Linked DNA regions of Salvelinus alpinus: region 2 is linked to region 1. The links are chromatin contacts, called in public Hi-C maps. All regions are on one chromosome and are shown on one strand. Each heading gives the region's core, a stretch centred on a gene start, on an enhancer-like site or on the middle of the called end of the contact. The rest is flanking DNA. Distances are from core to core; before and after follow the strand shown. Region 1 holds the start of LOC139538767 (mannosyl-oligosaccharide 1,2-alpha-mannosidase IB-like). Region 2 holds the start of wdr3 (WD repeat domain 3).

Region 1 (4,163 bases), core at 1,018-3,517:
TTGCAAGGTACTGTAAATCCTACTGAGGGCCCAATAAGCTGTTGAGTTCTTCATATAGAGGAGCAAAGAAAAAAGGTTGCAAGTCTTCCATTTTTCTTCATAACTTTGGAGATTACACTTTTGCACTTTGTAGTGCATTTCAATTCATACTGACATGTGTAAAGCAGAGGCAACAACACTAGACAGGTGTGCATTCTTCAACATCTCTTACCTGTGTCTGTGTTCATCGTGGCCCCCCTGTCCATGTATGACCACCTGTCCACTAGGATGCTTAGCCCCCTTGGGTGCCTCAATATGCGGAATCAGCACATCTTCCAAGCCCAGGTCAAAGCGCTTGTGTTTTGAGTTGTCCGGGAGGAAGAAGAAAGCCCCAAAGCATAAAGTGATGAAGGCACTGAGGATGAGGAGGAGGATAAACTTCTCTGAGAGCCTCAGAGTGGCCCTGTGGTGTGGGAAAGAGGCAGCGCCGGGTGACAGGGTGGGTATCCTGCGGCCCGACAGCGGCAGTAGAGCTGGTGTGGTCATGTTGGACTGTGGAAATTACCTCAGGGTGGACAAATGTCACGGCTGTATTATCTTATGCTGTATTATCTCATTCCGGCGGCGAGTACGTGTCCAGAAATCAAGTGTTGAGATCCCTCAGTGAAGTGACTGGTCACGATTGAATTTATGTTTTTTATTCTGAAATTGAAGGAGAGAGTTATGAGGACAGAGCAGGTATATTATTGGTACATACCATACACTCTTTGGTTCATTAGCCTGAACAATACCTGTCTTTACAGTTTGAATAAGCATCACAAAATATAACAATGAGGCTTTTAAGTCAGTAACACCAAATCATTAACCTTACAAAAGACCTAGGAACCTGCACATCTAACTTTGGGAGTAACTGTATTTTGAATAAGCACAATCTGTTAGTACATAAGGATTAACTGCCCATACAGAATGTACTGTATTCATTGAACGCAATTATAAAGCACAAGGAAACGTTTCCAAGGAAAGTGGGCAGAGAGTCGGCCTTTATGTCAACCCGGTTTGAAAAGGGAAAGATACTTTCAGGTAGGCAGGCTAAAGGTTACATCAAATAGTGATACGTAGCTAGATGATGGCAAAATCACCTGCGTGAGCGCGTGATACTATCACACCATCAATGCACATCACCTCCACTTATCAGTGATATCCCTGAAATCTAATGCGATACATATTTCCATTGCAGTACCTAATATAATAGTGTAATAGTAATTGTAAGCAAAGTCACACTTAAACATATCTAATAAGCATAATTGTGGAGGAAACAAATCTTACCGTGCAAATTCTGTCATTCTGATCCATGTTCTTCGGTTGTGATCCGAACACTATGAGCTGAATAAACAACGACAGAATCAAAACCAACTCGAAATATTTTGTTAATGCCTAACTAACACATATTGTAAGTTCATTTAACAGGACAGTTATTAGGCTTTCAAATAGTGAAACATTTTAATCAGATATTGTCGCATCATCGACAAGGTTCTAATACAGAGATACATACATTCTCCCTGGACCATTTCAATAGTAGCAAAATAAGTGTTAAAATGACAACTAGCTAGCTACTTATGTTCCTGTTAAATTATGTGGTTAAAAATCGGTCTTGTCTCGCTAATTTGTATAAATATTCCCAATATACTGTATTTTATCAGCTTCCTCACCCGGGCCTGCGTCTGATATCGCGCAGCGTCTCCACAGAATACCAAATTCATCCACTGAATTGACTGGCTTGGCTAGCCATCTAGCTAGTTAAATTACTAATGGAGAAAAGCAATAACATTAACTTAGCTAGCTGATTAAACACATATATGTGCACCCGCAATATTGTATTGTAATATTAGCTAACTACGTTTCTCGGATATGTTGAGGTTAGGAAAATAGTTGGCCTGCTAAAGACTGCGCCTTTTTCTGTAAAGGCATCTGGCTAGCTAGCTACTGTTAGCAAGCTGGCTAGCTATCCTCCTGAAGCAGTCCGTTACGATATTTCGCCGCTGCTGCATCACCTCAATAATGCCTTTGAGTAAATCGGTGACAGACATGCATCCTAGTCCACCGTTTCCAAATAGCCGTGTTCCGAAATGTATTCGGGTAACTCGCTATCTATGATTTCATTTTGTAGTTTGCTTTCCCTTTGCTCATTTCATTCTTGATAGCTCTACAGCTATCTAAATAGCTAGCCTCTGTCAAGGGATGTTGATACTGCTGCAACTCTACAACGAACGACGGCTCCTCCCACAATCTCGAACATCGACTACCCAGCCTGGTACATGTAGGGAGCGTCTATTAATTACAAAAGTATTTTTGCAACGTGTTTTATTTGTATTTATTTAAATATGCAAGTCCGTTTTGCAACGTGTATGTCTGTGTGATTTAGCACTGACTGTACTTTGTAGCTAGTCCTTGTATTAAAAAAATATTTGTATTGCATGTGAAAGACTACAATGCACAATGGCTGATCATGGTTTTACAAAAAACTAGACAACAACTGCGATTGGACAATATAACTAACAGGGCTGAGCTTGCTTTATGCAGGGTTGCATCATGTAGGCCTTTGCATCTGTAATTTAAAAGTTACTCACACAGTATGTCATCACTTTTCTGTTGATTGATTCATTCCAGTAAATCATTTTGGATTGATAAAGTCTAGGTAGCTTAGCCAACCAAAGTTTGAATATAAACCAAAATTGATCACATTCACATTTTCTCTTAACACAAATACATAGCCCTATTTTAGGGTATAAATATATAGCTTAGGCTATGAATACATGATGTTACCACTTCGTTTCCCTTGGCCAGAGGGTATCAGAGAGCATAGGCTTCTCTAGGCTACCTTCAGCTGATCAAACTGAAGATCGGATTAATTGTGCATGAGTTTTCAACCCTTTTGTGTCAATATTTTTTATCAAATTGAATCAAAAGTGTTGGGGCAAATGCCGGCGGCACTGCTTTCCTGATCTCTGCAACGTGGATAGATGGAAATTGCCACACAATGCTACAGATTATGAAACATATCCTATATGTATGTTCTACCATCTCGAAAGGTTGACTTAAAAAAAATTGATATTAACTTAGTATTAAAATTAAAATGATGGCAAGAATGAGCTTCAATACTTCAGGGGTACTCCGGGCAGAGAAATTGAGTTGGTGGTACAGTAACCTAAAAAGGTTGGGAACCATTGGCCTAGTCCCGGAAATTCCAGACTTAGGGCCCTAGGGCAACATTGTTAACATTGTGGGAGACAACCCATCTGCCTAGGGAAACTATTTGCAAGGCCTTCAGTTAAGGGCAAGGGAATTATGGGAAAGTGGATGTTTTTTTAAGTGTCGAAAACAACATTGTAATTGTGTAGAAAGACATTTAGTGGCACGTGATCCTAGATCCTATAAAATACACTTAGCAAATGCACTCTCTTGTTGCCTACCATTGGGCAACAGCGCACAGTTAATCATCTTCAGTCTGTCAGTTTATAATCAGAGTGCTACTTTTGACCCCGACTCCCAGACAAAATGTGTTTTCTGCCCACTTTTACACCAAGTCTGAAAATATTGCTTCAGTCTTTGACTTTAAACATAATGTATAAGTTGTGATAATGGTTGTGTTGTCTTGTCTGCTCATTTTATAGTATGTCAGAGGGGGGCTGGAGTGAAGATCTTTTGACACATTATAAGGTAAATCCATCTTGAAACGCAGTCACGTCCTGCTGAGTGGGGGGACAGAGCCCAAGTCAGTCAGTGGGTCCTTGAGTTGCCATTAGCTCAGGCCCCACTCCGCACCACAGGGCCACTGGGCGGATTTATGTGACACCCCTTACTGAGTGAATTAGTAGTGTGGTGCTGTGGCACAGAGTGTGCCGTAATCACTGTAGAGTCCTCTTTGGAGATGCATCATGTGTCACGCACGCTCGCAAACTGTACATTTGAGTGGCTGGCTCTGTGCCTAAAAAGACTCCAAAACAAAAATGCTGAGCTGACACAAAAGGCTGACGCTTTTTAAGCCATATCAAGTTCCGGAGGGAGGGGGGCCGTTTGCTTCGCTGCACCTCTTGTTATCAATGTCAGAGGGGTACGGATCATTGGCCTGGAGAGGACTCATGGTGAACTTCAAGCCCAACAAAACAATGCAGCAAAGACAAAGT
Region 2 (4,163 bases), core at 928-3,427, 260 kb before region 1:
CCCTACATATGAGTGATGTACTACCTGGTGACCAGGAGATTCTTGTCTTTGAGGAACAGGGCCTGTGTGACAGCGTCTTTGTGTCCTTTCAGTCGGTACAGACCACACTCGTTGATCACATCCCACACAATCACATCCGTGTCCTGAAAGGAAAAGAGATAATAATAGGCATATTACTAACCATATTTTGAATGCAAACGCCTTAGCTTAACCATGACGTCAGGACAGTGGACATCCCTGGGGACCTTGCCATCTCTATGGCAGCATAGTTCTGTTCTTACCCTGGATCCGGTCACCAGCCGAGAACCGAGAGTATCGTAGCGGATCACAGTGACTGCGGACTTGTGCCCGTTGAAGGACACGTTGCTCTCGCCGTTCAATAGGCTGAAGATGCGCACAGCCCCGTCCTCGTAACCCACGGCAACATGGACGCCATCGGGGGAGGGGCAGAGGTACGTCACCTCGTGCTTGTTCCCCTTGAGAATAAGAACCTGGGACAGAGGATAGGACAGTTTCAAAGGAAGACATCTAACCTAATATGTCATCTCTCACTATGAGGAAATACTGGTGATATATACAGTTACAACTTGGTATCACTGGCCAAGTCATCTTATTTGAGTTATTGACAGCCATGGGTTAAGACATTTCAGACCCAATTATAAGAGCACTGTCAGCAATGATGACCCTGATATCGGCTATGACAGCAGCAGTAGCCTACTGACAAATCCACTGAGTCAACCCTACATGAATAGATCATCCCAAGTCTCTCACCTTCTCAGCTTTACGCACGTCCCATATGAAGACATGCTCGCAGGCAGCCACAGCCACAAAGCGTCCTCTCTCCCCTCCTCGCATGGTGACAAAGGCGATGTTGGCCTTCTGACTCCCAATTACTCCGAACACGGCGCTGGCAGCATAGCGCAGGTACTGCTTGGTCAACCCCATGGTCACAAGATCAGGGCAATATCACAGGCTAGGGAGGATGAGACAGTGATGATGAATATCATATGATGATGGATTGGAGAACAGACAAGGAATGACAACTGGAGCATCAGCTAGCCCTTCTGACTTCAATGCATTACAGAAGGGCAAGTGCATCAGCATTATGTAGGCTAAACGGTGAAACAAGTGTACAATGTGCATTATAGCAAGCCAGGATGCCAATCTGTTTCTGCCCCTTGCTAAAAACTCCTTATGGAATTGTCCTATTTAGCTTGACAAGGAGTAACGTCAGGCAAGAGCACAAAGAGATCTGGGACCAGGCTACATTATAGCTACAAAACAATGTATACAACAGTTACTAGTAGTACTGTAATAGTTAGCTAGCTAAGTCAATTCTGACAACTACATTTGTTAGACTTGGTGAGATCCAGTGACCATGTGAGACCATAGCCAAGGACAGCAAAGGAGTAGCGTTAACGTTAGGCAAGAGCACACACAGATCTGGGACCAGGCTACATTACAGCTACAACATACAAAACAATGTATACAACAGTTACTAGTACTACTGTAATAGCTAGCTAAATCATTTCTGAGAACTGCATTTGTTCGAAGACTTTGTGAGATCCAGTGACCATAGCCAAGTCCCGCTGCAATAGCTGGTTAGCTATGTCGCTAGCTTTGTTAGGCCCACGTGGTGTTCCATAGCATTGTGAAAACCAACTAAATGACACAGTAAAACAAGCAAAACATATTTTGTGACTGATTGATAACCGTTTCGTTTACACATTTATGATGTATACTTTTCCCAATTGTTAATCTTACTTGAATAATGTTGCTAATTCCTAGATTGAGGCATCCAGCCAGTGATGTTTTCTGACTTCTAGGCACACGAGGAAGACCCTACTAATCAAACACAGTTGGTCGAACACAAACACATAGCACACATTGATGTCTCTGAAATTGCAGAAAGGCAGATACGACAATGCGTATATTAAAAAAAAAAAAAAAAAGTGTTACCTGAGTATTGTACTTATGGTTGTGTTCAACTGCAATATATGAAACTAACAATCAATCACATGGACTTTTATATGTATCCATTACTTTAGTCTGTATAATGGGTATTGTGTTGTTGATTTACAGAAAATATCTCCTCAGCCATATATTTGACCATATCTAAATGCCTAAATTTACCGACAATATATAAAACTCTCTCGAGGATTTACATACAATTCCAAACGCTCCTCTGAGTGGCGTTGGCCTATGCGTATTACACAAATGTTGTGATTTATCGTGAGTCCCTAGCCATTATTCCGTAAAATTTTGTGTGTGTGTGTCTTGTACGGAGGGATAGGTGTGTTATTTGTCGTGAACAAAGATTTTATTTCATATTGACAAGATAGTCGAGTGACCGCTCTAACAATGGAAATACATGTCCTCAAAGATGGAAGACAGGCGGGAGGAGGCGAGATCAGGTGGGACCATTCTAGCAAGACAGTACAGTATGAAGCAAGATTTGGTTTGGGGTCCTCTCACCTCGCGGTAAAACATTTCAGTGCTCGTGACGGTGGTGAGAAAAGTTTTAAAGTAAATTTCCTACAATTCTACACATTTTGCCATGTGGAATAGAGAAAATGTTGCAGTTTTAAAGTCCAGTGTAATCAAAAACGTGATGTTCCTGTGTTTTATATTTCCACACTATGAGGTTGGAATAAAACGGTGAAATTGTGAATATTACGTTTAGTGTAAGAGCTGTTTGAAATTTCAGACTGTTTTGGTGGGATGGATTATTGGGCTTCCATAGAGTTAATAGCAAGTTTTCTACAATTCTAAACATTTTGCCATGGGGCGGAGAGAAAAAAATTGCAGTTACAGCTAATTTCCTACAACATCTGTAGCCATGAAATGCTTTGAAAGGTTGGTCATGGCTCACATCAACACCATCATCCCAGACACCCTGGGCCCACTCTACATCGCATCCCGCCCCAACAGATCCACAGATGACACAATCTCTATTGCACTCCACACTGCCCTTTCCCACCTGGACAAGAGGAACACCTATGTGAGAATGCTGTTCATTGACTACAGCTCAGTGTTCAACACCATAGTGTCCTCCAAGCTCACCACTAAGCTAAGGACCCTGGGACTGAACCCCTCCCTCTGCAACTAGATCCTGGACTTCCTGACGGGCCGCCCCCCAGGTGGTGAGGGTAGGCAACAACACATCTGCCACATTGACTCTTAACACGGGGCCCCCTCAGGGGTGCATGCTTAGTCCCCTCCTGAACTCCCTGTTCACCCACCACTGCGTGGCAGCTCACGATTCCAACACCATCATTAAGTTTGCCGACGACACCGGTGGTCGGCCTGATCACCGACAACGATGAGACAGCCTATAGGGAGGAGGTCAGAGATCTGGCAGTGTGGTGCCAGGATAACAACCTCTCCCTCAACGTCAGCAAGACAAAGGAGCTGAATGTGGACTACAGGAAACAGAGGGGCGAGCACGCCCCCATTCACATCGACGGGGCTCTAGTTCACATCGACGGGTCGAGAGCTTCAAGTTCCTCAGTGTCCACATCACTAAGGATCTACAGTATCATGGTCCACACACATCAATAAATTAGTGAAGAGGACACAACAACGCTTCTTCCCCTTCAGGAGGCTGAAAATATTTGTCATGGGCCCTCAAATCACACTGTTGTGAAGGAAGTTGTCAAGGAAGTTAGTTTGTGTTCATACAGGACCTCCCGACCCCATCTACCGTCAACCAATCATGTCAATGCAGAGCTATACGGAGCCCTGCGCATTGTTATAAAATGCGGTATGGACCTCAATTTGGCCTCTGCATTCCCCCGGCGGCTCCGCAATTGCGTCACACCCACCATTCCATATTTTCAAATCAAGCATAAATTGGCCTCTGTGTGCCTACTGAGACTACGCAATTGCTTCACACCCTCCACACGGAGCCTCCAAACACATTTCGGATCAAGCATAAATTGGCTTTTAGTCTCGCAATGATGCACCTCTGGGTTTAGAAACTCTGAGATTCTAGCCAGTGAGAGGGCAGATATACAATGCCTTCAGAAAGTATTCACACCACTTGAATTTTACAAATTAATTAAAAACTAAAAGATGAAATGTCTTGAGTCAATAAGTATTCAACCCCTTTGTTATGGCAAGCCTAAATAAGTTCAGGAATAAAAATGTGCTAAAAAATCACA

Evidence for each region. A called contact is a pair of places that touch in the nucleus more often than the background predicts.
Region 2: a contact with region 1 is called in a Hi-C map of red muscle, with 9 times the contacts expected there. The contact joins the promoter of wdr3 here to the promoter of LOC139538767 in region 1. A contact is called at or near these places in 2 of 3 Hi-C or Micro-C datasets (muscle and red muscle).

The regions. Positions count from the first base shown.
Region 1 is chr14:31,069,854-31,074,016 of SLU_Salpinus.1, reverse strand. It overlaps LOC139538767 (mannosyl-oligosaccharide 1,2-alpha-mannosidase IB-like), which reads right to left and starts at 2,267. Exons shown (of 15, transcript XM_071341178.1): 1 at 1,689-2,267; 2 at 1,306-1,362; 3 at 212-681. The coding sequence starts at 525.
Region 2 is chr14:31,326,669-31,330,831 of SLU_Salpinus.1, reverse strand. wdr3 (WD repeat domain 3) reads right to left here and starts at 2,177. Exons shown (of 25, transcript XM_071341185.1): 1 at 1,960-2,177; 2 at 1,765-1,842; 3 at 772-973; 4 at 282-491; 5 at 25-143. The coding sequence starts at 945.